2 separate regions of the Anser cygnoides genome follow, and region 1 is linked to region 2. The links are chromatin contacts, called in public Hi-C maps. All regions are on one chromosome and are shown on one strand. The core of a region is the stretch at or near the end of the contact, and the rest is flanking DNA. Distances in the headings are between cores, read along the strand shown. Region 1 has its middle 5.2 kb from the start of B3GALT5. Region 2 has its middle 31 kb from the start of ETS2.

What was found. Hi-C and Micro-C count contacts between places; a contact is called where the count stands out from the background.
Region 1: a contact with region 2 is called in a Hi-C map of liver, with 16 times the contacts expected there. The contact joins two enhancer-like sites. A contact is called at or near these places in 2 of 7 Hi-C or Micro-C datasets (both in liver).

What each region holds. Positions count from the first base shown.
Region 1 is chr1:116,198,962-116,206,321 of Taihu_goose_T2T_genome, forward strand. No RefSeq gene overlaps it. Among named protein-coding and RNA genes, the nearest start is that of B3GALT5, 5.2 kb to the right of the region's middle. Within about 2 kb of position 2,925, at least 2 of the 3 cell types and tissues checked have open chromatin away from gene starts, as enhancers often do. A contact at or near this core is called in liver, where this site is marked.
Region 2 is chr1:115,890,526-115,897,858 of Taihu_goose_T2T_genome, forward strand. No RefSeq gene overlaps it. Among named protein-coding and RNA genes, the nearest start is that of ETS2, 31 kb to the right of the region's middle. Within about 2 kb of position 4,861, at least 2 of the 3 cell types and tissues checked have open chromatin away from gene starts, as enhancers often do. A contact at or near this core is called in liver, where this site is marked.

The sequences.
Region 1 (7,360 bases), core at 1,675-4,174, 310 kb after region 2:
CCTGCTGGGGCTGGTCTGGGAGGAGAGGGGCTGCACATGCGTGTGGCACGGGTTCATCTGGGAGCCAGGAGGAGCTGTAACGTGATGCAGTGGTGGCAAGGAGGAATGTGATGAGTGGATGTGTTCAGGAGCTATTTTCAGAAGCGCAGGGTATTACATACCAAGTAATGTTGCATAAGGCTGCAGCGGCACCTTGTTTGGGTATGGGGTGGTGTTTGATCCTCTGGTCCAAAAGGATGAATTCACACTGGGCGATCTGGAAAAAGCTGTTCCAGATACCTGGGGCTTGCGCGGCCCAGTTTACCATAGGAGGCAACAGGGCCGTGGTTGGTTCAGTCCAGCAAAATGGTGGGTGTTGAGAGTTGCTGTGTGATTGGTGACAGAGGAAGGATGAAGCTGGAGAAGGAACTTGATGCAGAGAAAGGGGAATATGAATGTTCAGCAGATGCACCTGGTGCATCATGCATTGCACGTCATGGGGAACTGCATGAGAGATAAAGCAAGGAGAAGGTATGGCTGACTGTACAACAGCACATACCCAACACATAAGATGGGCCGCCTGACGTGCTGAAAAACAGGGTCTCAGCATGAATATTTCCAAAATCTGGAAATGTCTCTCACCTGAAGAGAGGAAGCAGATGGAGAGACACAAGCATGGGGAATGAGAGGCCTCCTTTACACTGCTACATGGCTTTTCTGTGCAGTGAGAGGGCCAATACTTTGCAGGACTTTGTGAGGTGGCTGGGAATTTCCCTTAAGCAGCTGTCTGCTGTTAGCAGCTGGGGTTTCACGGGTGGAAATCTGCCTGTGGTGCTACCATCATGTCAGAGGTGGCTCCAGAGAGTGAGCTCAGGCAGTGCAATATATGTGGTAATGCACTAGCGGTATGTTTTTTCCCCCGTAGAGATCTCAGCCTGACTGTTGCTATTCCTAATGTCAGCACCACCATCTTCCCCCAAGTGACTCATGCAGAAACCACAGGTATCTCGGTGCATGATGTCTTGAAGGCGCATGTTGAAGCCTCGTCAAGGCTGTTTGAACAGCTCGAGGGCCTGGCAGACACTTGATCCCTGTCAGCCTCAGCAGGTGGGCTTCAGAAATGCCCAGGGTGATAATCCCCGTTGAGGCGACGAGCCTCTTTGGGTTACAGAGGGACCCGTCCGGCGGTCGCCGCGGGGTCTGCCGGCGCTGCAGGAGCTGGCAGCCAGCTTTATCGCCGTGGCTGGGGTGAAGGTCAGCCGCTTTCAGAGGACGGCGCCTCGGCCTGCCCTTCGTGCTCCCAAATTAGAGGTGAGGCCTGGGGCAGGCTCCCCGTGTTGGGGCAGGGCATAGCATGGGAGGCCAGGCAGCGGCTCCTGCCGTGGGATGGGGGCTGCAGTGCGGCAGCCGCTGCCCCCTAAGAGCCAGCTCCTGGCGCCTGCTGTGCCATGGCAGAAGTGGTATGGAGCAGGAAAGGAGCATTTGATCCTGCACCATCAATGACAGACCAGTCGCTTGCCTCCGAAGCTGTTGGTCTGGCCCCTCTTGCTGTATCCTGAACCTACAAGTCCTCGGGGCTGGCTTGAGCCATTGTCTTGCTTGCCTTGATTTTGTGGCTGATGGTAACGAAAACTTACTGCCCAATGTGGGAATTGTTTTTGGTGCTGAGGGAAACAAGGAAGAAGAAAGATGCTTGCTGTTTTCTACAGGGTAGCAATGGAGGGTGCAATGGCTGTCTTGCAAAGTGGGGAGGGAAGTGATAGATGATGCTAAGAAAGTCACTTCATATTAATGTGCTGTGCTCTAAGTGCATTGCAGAGGGTGTGCGTTAACCTTCAAGATATAGCAGAGAAGTGCAGTGTGTACCTATTTAAAGTTTCTGAGCTATCTATGTTCAGCCATTAAAAATCTTCTTAGACATCTGAGAACATGCATCAGTTTTTTATTTTTATTTTTTGCCCCAAGTGTCTTTTCCTATCGTAACCAGTAGCATGGCTTCATGACTTCCTCCAGGACCACAAGTGCAACACCACGCACTGATGAGTTTGGAGGAGGCTGAAGGCAGTATAGGCATTGGCACGTTTCTGAGCCCAAGGACCAAGGGGGAAAACATGAGCTGGACGTGCAGAATTACCCAGAAACATTTAAATAGCCTTAGCAGAAGGTGCCTGCATCTTTGGGAGATGTGGGTGTCTGGATGTCCTTGGCAAGCAGAGCCGGGAGCCAAAGCCTGGCTGTGCTGCCCTCGCTGGGCTGTGTGTATGGGACTGCTGCAAAAACCCCGTGGTGTTAATTGATGGAGTAAGATGTTAGGGGATATGCTTTGTGGTTGTTAACATGGGGACTGCTTCCAGATAAAAAGCTTTTTTCTTTCTTAATTACAACTCCATTTCCTGAATCCCGTTCAACAGGAAGGAGCATGGAGTGGATTAAGTGGGCAGGAGGAAAAAAGGCCAGGTACATTTATTGCTCCTCTGCGTTTCATGGCATGGTGCTAAAGATTAACAAGCTCCAAACTGGCAAGTGAGGAATCAGAAATAACACAACAGTACTCAACTGGATACCGCGTGCACTCCTGAGATACCCATGTCTAACAGCTAGCTGTAGGAGGGTCAAGGGGAACAAGGGCTAAAGCCAAACCACCAGTCACGAGCACCCTGGAGGCAAACAGACCTGCGCTCCCCAGCTGCCCTTATGCTGAGAAGAGCTGAGGGTGCAGAGGCATGGAGCAGGAGGAGCGGGGCTTTTTGGTGTCATGTCTGAGCTGCCTGCTTGGACAGGGTAAAGAAGAGAGCAGGGTCTGCTCCTGGTCTCACTGACCGCTTGCTTTACGGAGAAACTCCTAAATGAGCTCATGGTGCCCCTTGTAAAGGCAAGTGCTGTAAGCACCAGCCCAGCATATAACAATGAGGGAAGTCTCTGCCCCAAGGAGACGTGCCCTAGGAGGAAGGAGAGTTTCTCTGCTGTGTGAAGGACAGACTGAGTGCACCACTGCCCTCCGTTTGTGTCTGTCAAGCAAAAAAAGAAGAAAAGTTGGAAGCTGTTGATGTAGGAGATTTAAGGCATGAGTTAGATACCTGGAAATCAGATGGAAGATGGACACCAATCAATCTAGCAATAGTTACCCTCGTTCATCCGGGAAAAAAAAATGGAGAAGAACCTGTACAGTTTCTTAAGTATAATATCTAAATCTCTGTGAATGTTACCTCTCTGAGGCAACAGAAAGGGTCAGAGTGCAGCAGAGCTGACCTGTAAACAAGTGGATGAGAGAGAGCAGTGCTGATTAACAGGGTTTCCCTGAAAAAAAGTAGGTGAAAGTTTGCATTTGATTTCAGAGGCTTATGTGGCAAGGCTTTATACATCCATTACAGGTTTTTAAGGAAACAAGTGTTCGCTGAATGGCCCTTTTTTCTTCGGGGAAAAACATGTTTCACTTCTTGAAATTCTGTTTTAAACCAAGTGGGAACATTTCAAAAAGGAATGATGTCAAAAATGATTTCATTTGTGTTGAGCTTTCAGGATAACTTTTTTCCTGAATTTTAAATCTCGTTAAAAGTAATATTGGGCTGGATTTCCTTTGAGTCCTGTCCACTGCTGTGTCTGACAGCAAGTTAGCTTAGTGCATTCAGCTGGATTTGCAGCATTTTGCTGCAGAAAAATAGTGTAGGAGCCACTTCTGCTGGTGCTGCAGTACCCCGGTGCTTTTTTTAAAGAAACCCTTGGCTTAGACCAAAACCACCTGCTGGGGTGCACTTGATCCATTAGGGCAAACACATAACAAAGCACCTGATTTCTCAGTCAGCTTTAAACTCATTGAACAACATCACACACTGGGGCTGGCTATACATAGCACCTGCTGGGATGGGCAATTGCCCAGGAGGTAGGCTCACCCTGCCTCTGGGCTGTCCCTGTGGGCTGCTGTTTTTTTAAATGTGAAAGCTTTGGTATACTTGGTTTTGATCCAAATGAACAGAAACTTTCCTGTTGACAGCCTTCGTTTTGAGCCAGATCAAAACTATGCTCTTTGGATACATTCCCCTTGGCATTTCCTCTCTTGCTGGCCCAGCAGAGAAACAGGCTGATAATAAATAAATAAGTAAGAAACTGCATTAAACGCAGTAGCTCAGAGGGATCCATTTGTCAGAGACACAACTGAAGGGTTGGCTTTCTGGCACTGCAGCCAAGCTCCATCCAAGACTTCATCCCAAGCCACGTACCCGATAATGGTGCTCGGATCAATCAGCACTGAGAAAATGCTTGCAGGCAGATGGGTCAGAGGGGAAGGAGTGGAGGCCATGCCAAACCTGCTTCTCAATCATTTTTTCCTCAGGATCACACCTCTGCCCGGTGGGACGGGGACGTCTGGATGCCTACCTGGGCAACCTGCTCTGGGGAACCTGCTTTGGCAGGGGGGTTGGACCCGGTGATCTCTTGAGGTCCCTTCCAACCCCTACAATTCTGTGATTCTGTGATTCCCCGGGGACCTGGCATCCTGGTCTCTCTGTTTCTTATCATCTTCTGGATGCTCACAAGGCTATGGCAGAAGGAGAACGCCTTCCTGATCAGGATGGGACCAGAAGGCAGGCAGTGGATGCACAGAAGGCCGGGTGGCGGAGCCACAACCTCTGGTGCAGAACAAAAGCAAACCCTCCACATCTGCCCCGGGTCAGGCAGTGGGCTTGGGAGCAGAAATCTCTTCCTGAAAGGAAATCATGGAGCAATGCACGCACTTTTTGGGTTTGCAGCCATTCTGGCCCAGTCGCCTGTAGCTGATCAGGACAGGGTTTTAGTGTCTTTGTTTTGTAGGTTTTTTTTCTATTTTTTTTTTTCTTTTCTTTACATTCACTTTGGAGAAAAGCCTACAGAAACAAATAAATAAAAAAGCTCCACATACCTCCCATTAATTACACAGTGAGCAAGGGTGAAAAAAATGCCTTTCCTTATTCCTGTCAGTTGAAGCCCTGGAGCATGTGTTTGATTATCACCACTGTTGTAAAGCAGTGCTTAGCACCTGCTGCAAGACAGCCATGAGGAAGGACTCTTTTGGGGGACTCAGAGGGTCACAGGCTGCTGAAGCAGTGGGGCACCCCTGGCTGTGTCTCTGGAAAGAGCCCACAAGAGAGTAGCAGAAGCACAGTGTAGGAGGTTACAGTTAATGGGTCATAGAATCAGAGAATCACAGAATGGTTTGGGCCAGAAGGGACCTTAAAGCCCACCTGGTTCCACCCCCTGCCATGGGCAGAGACACCTCCCACCAGACCGGGCTGCCCAAAGCCCCATCCAGCCTGGCCTTGAACACCTCCAGGGATGGGGCACCCACAGCTTCTCTGGGCAGCCTGTGCCAATGCCTCACCACCCTTTGAGCAAAGAATTTCCTCCTAAACTCTAATCTAAATCTCCCCTCTGTCAGTTTAAACCATTACCTCTTGTCCTACCATGAGGAAGCCGCAGGAGCCCAAACCTCCACACCACAGCCAGGATCCCATGGCCAGGGGTTGGAACCAGATGATCTTTAAGGTCCCTTCCAACCCAAGCCATTTCATGATCCCGCAGCCTCCCATGCTGTGTAGACACCCACCAGGTGTAGCCCTCATCTTGACCTGTCTACCATGGAAGAAGATTGTGGGGAAAATATTGGGCAGCTTATTAATAAGAAAATCAAAAGGCAGCTTCATTGCAGCCTACACTCTCCTTCTGAGTGAGTGTTGCTGTACATGGTGAAGGACCAAGCTCCAGACCTCAGCTGGAGATGCTCTTTGGCTCTCAGAAGGTCTTTGTGCTTTGCAGGAAGGATTAGACAGCAAGAGTTTCACTTAGCTAGCAAAAAAATTTTAGCAATGTATACCAAGAGAAATCAGAACATTTTACTTTTCTACATCTGAATGCAGTTCTCTTCACATATCACTAGCAGGCTTTCTTACGAATAATGGGTAGAAGCTGGTATTAGGCACTCAAACAAAATTAATGCTAAGAACACTATCTACATTGTGAAGGTAAATTAGAGAAACCTTTAAATCAGTATTGGTTTATTTGAGCATTTATTGCCTTTTCTCAGTAAGTGACTTGTCCTTTTATCGATTACCTTAGCTCCTGTATGCAAAATAAGGTGTGAACTGCTGTGGGGCAACTTAAGATTTTTCCCTCTGAATGAAATTCCTATGGGAAATTATTTGTCAGAGTTTTGCATCTGACTGTTCAGTCTTTGGCACTTTCATAAATGGCTTCTTGTTATGTTGTGGTGTGCTACGGCTGAGGTTCACGGGCCTGGGCTCAATCTGCTCTGTAAAAAATGTATGAAGAAACTGCATGAGTATAACACTTAGGGTCATAGTGTGCACATGTTTTTCAAATGGGATGCTTGCTTTCCATAAGCCCCCTTTAAGATGCACTTAAAACATTTTCATTCACATGCAGTGGGCCCATAGTGTATCTGCTGCAGCACTGACCCGAGCCTGGCCAAGGGAGCATAGAGTCCCCTCCCTCCCTGTCCCCATCCCTGTCCTTGTCCCCATGCCACCACAGGAGCAGCTGTGCCCAGCAGAAATTAATGAAATGGGGATATAAAAACAAGTGATGTCCTCTGTATTCCCGCATTCACCAGGCAATGTTTCGACAAGCAGATCCTGGAGTGAAAATACTTTGTATTTTCAGGTTTGCCTGCAGACAGCCCCAAGCCCCGAGCTGCTGACTCCCTCGGGCACCGTGGAAGAGCGGGGCAGGGCGTGCAGGAGGCAGGGCAGGAGCAGGCCAGCAGAGGAGGGATGGCCCCGTGCCCGCGGGCGGCTGCGGGCAGCGATGCGTGGCACAGGCCGCACAGGTAGGCGTCAGGTATTTAAGGCCTTGTTTGGACAAGTTGTGGTGAGACTTCTAGTATTTTGGTATGGTTAAGTGAGCACGACTCCCACCTTCATTTATCAGGGATGCCATTATGTAGATGAAGGTACACATATAGCGAGGTAACTGGCGTGCCTAGCTCACTGACAGAGCTTGCTCTGTCTGTCAGAGGAGCAGTTCTGCATCACTGGACTTACAATACTATAAATATGAGGGTAGAAGCCATTTGGCTACTATACAAATCGGTTTTATTGGTACCGCTGCTCCTTGCATGAGGTTAAACTGCACTGCTATTAATGTCATTATGACAAACTTTGCCCCGAAACTTCCAACAGCGGTCCTCCTCCTGACTGAAAAAAGTCTGCACATAGATTCAGTGTAGAAAAATGCTGAAAAGTTCAACTTGAAAATTGGATTTCATGTTGCATAAAGTGAATAACCTTGAAACTCCCAGTGCATCCAGTACCTCTTGCTGGTACACAGCCCGCAAACCACTCACCCTCTTCAGCTGCAAGCACTGCTCTGCCTTCACCCATCTTATCAGCAC
Region 2 (7,333 bases), core at 3,611-6,110:
CTATAGAATCCCTCCTTGTTATTCTTTGCATCCCTCTCCAAGCTCAGTTCCATCCGTGCCTTGGCTTTCCTGATCCCATCCCTGCACGTCCGGACAGCACCCCTGTATTCTTCCCAAGCTACATGTCCCTGCTTCCACTGCCTGTGCATTTCCTTCTTGTTCCTCAGTTTGACCACCAAGTCCACGCTCAGCCATTCTGGTTGCTTTCCCTGCTTGATTTCCTACACATGGGGATGGAGAACTTTTGAGCTCTAAGTGTCCTTAAAGAGTTCCCAGCTCTAATCAATTCCTCCATCCCTAAAGAGAGTTTTCCAGATCTCATCCAGTAATTATTTAAACAGCTGGAATTTCACTCTTCAGAAGTTCAGGGTCCTGACTTTGCTCTTCACCAGGCCCATATTTTACAAACTCAACCAGGGTATAGTCTCTGCAGTCCAGACTGCCTCCAATCTTCACCTCTTTAATAAGTTCATGTGCATTGGTGAGCACCAAGTCCAATAATTCTTCTCCTCTTGTTGGTTTATCTAATACCTGGACCAAGATGTTATTCTGGACACACTCCAGGAGTCTCCTGGATTGCTTACAGCCTGCTGCATTGCTTTCCCAACATGTGGTTGAAATCCCTCATGAGTTTGAGAGCTTGCAAGCAGGATGCTTCTTGTAGCTGAAGCAAGAAAGACTTTTCAATAGGCTCCCCTTGATCAGGCTGCCTGTATAGTTTTGGTTTGGGTTTGGTAGCTTTGTACATAAATGCTAAAAACTCTCTAGGCAATGTCTCTAAAACAGAACTGGGATAATTTACCACAATCATCAACACTCAGGAAATAATACATATCTTCTAGTGGCACCTCAGACACAAAACCCAACTCTCTCTGGTGCAATAAAGCACAGAAACTGAATCTAGATTAAAGATATATGCTGCAATTGAGTAGTATCAATGCCAGGCTTCAACAGAACTAAGTCATCTTTGTACTAATGGAGAAAGCAACCTCAGCTAAAAACAGCTAAAATAAGTGAATGCAAAACAGTGACACTGAAGTGACTGAAGTGGGAAGACAAAAGACGCTGACAAGATCAAGGTAGGCTGTGACACAGCCCTTCCTTCACCAACAAGCTGCCTCAGGACAGGACAGCATGCAAAATCTATGCAGGCTCTAAGTGTCAATATGTAAGAGGCAAAAATGGAAAGATAACGCCTGATATGGAGCAAAGAGAACAAGTGCATGGCTGCAAAGACAGAGGAGAGGTGCTCAGAAGGAGAGGAAACTCAGAAGAGGTGCTTTCTGTCTGAATGCTGAAAATACGAAAGACGGCAAGACAAAATCATTTATTCAAGACACCTAGGAAAAATGACAGACTTTTAATTAAAAACTTTATGTATGGGAAAGCTATATGGGGTCTGAGAAAGTGGGATTACTAGATGGACCGCCTCGTGCCGAATTAAGGCTCAGGAACTGGCAGAGAGATGTAGAAGTAAAAAGGCCAGTCTGAATGAATTTATGTCCTTGTAGCTACAACTGGCAGCTACTCAAGCTGTCTGCCTTTCCCTTTTTGGCAGCCTGTGTAGTGCTGAGCTGAGCTGGACCCCTGTCGAGCGTGGCACAGTGTGCACTGCCCAGGGATGAGCACACCTGCCTCTGCTGTGGCCCTTGCACTGCACCATGGCTCCAGAGGCCAAGAGGATCCTTGCCTTCCCAGGATACTCCCTTTTCAGTTCAGCTATAGGTCAGTAATTGGCCAGGAGGGCTGATAAGCAAGCCTAGATTTTATAATCTCATCCCTACTTTCATGTGCACTCTGACTGTCCTGCTAACAACAAGGACATAGGTGAGGAATTTCCAAAGCACCCTGATGGCTTCCATGTCTCTCTGGAAGAGGCAAACTGCACCTGGCCATGGGAGAGGGCCTTAAGGACTTGCATCTATCTCACCCCAGGCCTGAAGGCCAAACATATTGTCAGGCCAGCATGTCACGTTTCTGAAAACTGAGGATATCCCACGAAATCCAGGAGAAAGGATTTACTGGAGACAGGGATAATCTGGACAGAAGGAGTCAGAGAAAAAAGCAAGGGCGTTTTCTTTTGAAAAACCTAACACAAATATGGCTACTCTTACTGCACTTGAAAGGCAACCTACCCTCAGGGATAAAATCCTGAAGGATTAAGAAAGAATGAGACTCAGCTAGGTACAGTTGTAACTGGAATGAGAAGTGATTATTTTTATTTTGCACCTTTCTGACTGACTCTTGAATAGCTATGAAAAGAAAATTTTCATTTCAAAACTTCCTGAGGCAGAAGCCACACCTTCTGTCACAGATAAACTCACCCAGGTAATCTCATCAAAGCCAAATCCCACTGAGCTTGTTTGCTATACAGAGATGCACTGGTTCCAAACCACTGTTTCCCTCTTCAGTTCATCACCTCCAGGACTTATGGAGTGCACGTGTATAATCATTACCTCACAAAACTATTTCCAAGGCGTAAGAGCCCCCTTGTCCTACAATTACCTATGGCAGTGATTAAAACCTCATTTAATGTAATAGTAAAATTGAATATTTGCACTAAGTATCTGACATTAACTAGCAGAAGCTCTGATCAAAATTAGAGGCTATGGTGTGGTTTACTGACTGTCAAAACGCTCTTGATGAGCTGAAAGTAACTGGGCTGGAAAACCTCTCTGCATCACGTAGAGGAGGCATAAGTTAGCAGGCAAAGTTCAGAGGCAGCTGGAGTTTGCTTGCCTCCTACACAGACTCATAACTGCACACACAAAGAGAGGGCAAACCAGTCAAATGGAGCTGCTGGGAATAGCTCAAAGGCCGAAGGAGATCTTCTGTAAGCTTAATTTTTTCCTAGGTCATTCTTAAGCCAAGAGGGATGGTCAGACAGGAGGTAGGGAAGAGGAACGTAACATCTGTACATGAAAGGAAAACATACTAAGGCCAAGATATTAAGGGAATGGGACCATGTACCTACCTATAAGGTGACCTGTACTAAAAAAAGGTGTCTGCATCACAACATCATGTGTGGCCATATGTTGCTGTCACACATACTGTATTGAGCAGCAGAAGCCCTATGTAGAAAGTCAAATTTGATGAGTGAGAATGAGTAGGCACTATCCAAATGAGCTATTAGGAAAAGTGATAGATAAGTTTTGTCTAGAAGATCGCATTGTAAGACATGAGAAGAGCAGGGAAGTTACACTTTGAAAATACCACATCAGAGCTTTGTTTATTTGGTCCTACATGCATGTTAAACATTTCTTAAATGGCTAGCTTCCAAAGAAAAGGCAGGGCTTTCATGTGCCCTACCTTTACTTGCCAACAGGTAAGTACCTGCACAGATAGTAAGCTGCGCCAGGCTCCTTTCATAGTCAGTGGAGAGAAACTAGCAGGAGGCAGTTCATCTGATCTGATCCATATGTGCAATATAAGGAGATGAGTCATGCCCTACAGGTGTCTGAACCTCCCCATTGACTGCAGATGGAGCCTAGATGACTAACTCTGACACAGTCATTGCGGACAACTACTTTCGGTCAGATGTATCTCTTCCTATCCCCCCCCCACACACACACACACTCCCCACCTCCCAGGTATACACATGCCTCAGTATCAAAGAAAAGGTTTGTGCTTTAACACTTTTTTAGAGTTAAAATCACATCTGCTGGTCCCAAACTTGTAGCCTGATTCACAGACCCACCTAGAAAGACTCCGGGGGCTTTGAAGACATCACGGCTTGCATTTGCATCCTCCTTCACCACCCTCGGGTTAGTGCTGCCACTCTTCTCATGTGACAAGGGGACATTGCTCCTTGTGTTGGTCATGTTGCCCTACTTGCTCCATCACTGCTTAGCCCTGGCCATGCTTTCTCACATGGAGCTCACTGAAGCAAATGAGGCTCTGCAGAAAGCTGGCCCTTCTAGGTGGTGGAAGGGGCATTCAAACGGACCAAGGAATCGCACACACAAGCTCAGATAAACAAAAACCTGTTGTATCTTAGCAGTTCAAACTTTTTTAAAATGTCAAGCTCATCAGCCTCCGACCCTGGTTCAGCAGAGCAGAGAAGCACATGCTTAGTTTCAGCAAGATATTGGCTAAGGAAGGACTTAAGAAAGCAATTTGCTTAAAGGAGATCTCCATGGGGCATTAGAGCCTCTGTACGGTGCTCCAGCTAGAAATATCTGGCCCTACTGAAGCCAGCAGCAAAGCTGCCATATATTTGACTGTGACCAGAACTTTACCTCAGTCATCTTGTTGCTTTTTTGTGCACAGCCAATGGGTAAACATTAAAGTTTGAAGTCACAGTATTTATTATACTGTAAACAACATTTTGATAAGCCATCTCCTTGCCCTTCCCTGTTCTTAGTTGAAAGACTAACTTTCTTTTACTACGCAGTAAAAATAAACCTCCTGTATCAGGTTCAATTTCTTCCATACCACTCCATCAGAATGTTTGTTCTTCTTTATCACCGAGATCAATATTTATCCATGTGGGTGGAAACAGTTCTTTCTGTTCACCAAGCTGTTATTGTGTTAAAGTTTAACGTCACTAAAGAGGTAGTAAATGACAACTAAACCTACATCACCAACGAAGCTTTATTTATTTAATTAAATAATTCATTTTACTGAGAAAACCAACCATGCTGTTCTCAAACAGGATCCTAAACACATTTTCCACAGTAATGAGACTCTAATAACTACCCTTGTTTTAATAATATATCCCTACCTTAAGAATGGTTGGACACGTTCTGGTCTTATGCTGGCTTTACACCACTACAACAGGTAACTTCGTAGTATTGCTGTTGACATACAAAGATATACAAGAACTAGAATCAGATCTGCTGCCTCTGTATTTATCCAATACACTTTCTTTTCAGCTTCATAGTTGCCCAATAGTTTTTAAAGCAGAGGAGAACTAGCAGCTTTTTTGTTGTTGTTGTTCCCATCCAAAATTTTTCTAGACTGTTTTCTGAGAGGAATATCTGCTCCAAGATCCTGGTACAGCACAATTCCCAGAAGGGTTTTTGTTTACATCTGTTTGTGAATTAAATCATTATTGACATTACTTTCCAATTTTAACAAGCATTCTAGTAATAATTAGCCACTGCTAGGCAAACTCTGAAGTGGCCTGGAGTTCGAGCTCAGTTTAGATAAACACACACAAGTTCAGATGCTTATCCGACTGCTTGCACTTCTTGAATCTGCAGAACTAGTCTGGAAACCTATCAGGTTCCCCATCTCTGTGCTCCCACATGTCAAGCCATGCCAAGAATGCTCCAACTGCATTTTTTCATGGTGCTTCTGCATGTCTGGTTTTGGTCCTGTGCAGAACCAAGAAATACAAAGGTTTGTGAAAAGGAAAGTAATGTGCGAGGCCCAGAAGGAAGTTCTCTTCCTCAGAAAAGAGGGTGTTTTCAAGAGCCTTATGTAGCATGAACTATCCCATGACAAAGGGCCATCTTCAAAAGGAATTTAAGGCCAGCTACAGGTTATGACCCTACAATGCTTTCCTCCACAATACCCAGATAGGATGCCTGTCTCTTCGACTGTTCTGGACTCTAGGTGTCCCTCTGCTCCAAGCACTGCCCTACTCTGCTACCTTCAGCCTCCACTAAAACCCCACTGGTGTCAGAAACTGAGCTTAATCCTCTGGAGTGCCCGACCAGCCAAGCATGCTCAGAGCACAGCTCACAGAGACCCAGTTTCCTCAGCAAAGGCATCTAGAAGCATTTCTTTTTAAATAATGCTATAGCAGGTGGAGGTGCCCAGTTAATCAGCTTTTGACCATACCTGCCAAGGAAACAACACACTCTGCAGCCTGTGGGGAATCAAACGTGTTTTCCAAAAAAGCACATTATTCTCCAGGATGGGAGAGGAACACCATGCTCTCCTGTTAAATTTATGTCCCTGTGAACCCAGGACGATATGATTCGTCAGTGTTGAGACATGTGAGCAAGCAGTAATGCAGCGCTCAGGGGCAGAATAAATGGGAGACCAAGGTTCATAACTGCTTCTGAGTCCTCAGGCCCTTAGGTAACCTAGTGATAAGTCAGGGAAAAAATACTCTACCCACAATAGTACTGAGATACTATCCAAAATGCTCTTGTTTAGGTTTTCTTACAACTGGGTAATATCGAAGCATATTTTTATTAGTCTTCAAAAAGCAGCTTATCCAGTTTCAGTAGTGATAAGCTTGCTGTATTTTGAGCAGTACAGGCACTGGATACAGAAAATGGAAAGGCAAAGGAATAGCCTTTGTCTTGTTTGATCAGCAAGAGCATCAAGCTGCAGTGTGGGTGGAAGTCATTCAGCTGGGCACTGAACAGGCTCCGCAATGTAAGTAAAACTGCATTATTCAGCTCTACAGTCTCCTCCATGAGTAGGAGAGGCAGAGTGGTGGGATGAAGACTATGAAGACTGACCGCTATCTGTGAGCCCCTCACTTCTTCACCTGCTGGGAATTACTGCCCTAATTTGTCTCAGAAGAGCTCAGGAAGATTTGGGGAGAAGCCATTGCAAAGCAAGCTTGGGTATATATTAATAGGGTTATGCTTCAAAAAGGAACTACAGAATAAAACAAGGAATAGGTAAAAATTGCTTTGCATGTATTACTAATCTGCATGTACAGGTATTAGTAACACCACTACCCTCTTTAGCTTTCACCTTTAGGTTTCAAAACTCAGCAGAATTACTTGGGGTCATGATATCTGCAAGAGCAAAGAGAATTGAAATTTGAAAACATATGCGGCCTAATAAATCTTGCATACTTTAATAGGAGCAGAATTTTCCTGGAGGACTACATATACAAATGTGAATTGCAGAATCAGGCGCCAGGGCTAGGCACACTTGCCCTTTCAATTTCTGCAGAAGCACAGAGGAGATGAACACATATTACTTTGTGGAAGATGCCTACCCGCACTAACACCCCCTCCTGCCATGCACAAAAGAGCACTGCCAAAATTTGCAATCTCATTGCAACCATGCCAATGTTTGCTCTCTCCCCGACTCCCCATCAAACTCTAGTCACAGAAACCAAGAGACTGCATGAGGATTTTCATTTCTATATTTCGTTTTAAAGATGTGGGTTTTAGAGCTCTCGTGGCTTCAGAGAATAGCTTGAAAAGATAAAGCAAATTCAGCTTACAGGATCTAAAAACAAACTCATGAACCCTCAGCTTATGTAAGGAAAAAATTACAATTTTAATTCCGTCTGTACTTCTGTGCAGATGTGAACAGTTTTTCTCTCTTTTTAACGTATCAATGGCCATTTTTGTTCTAATGAATTATTACATTCAATTTGGAAGTTAAAATACTTCCAAAAAGCTGCTAAAAGAAA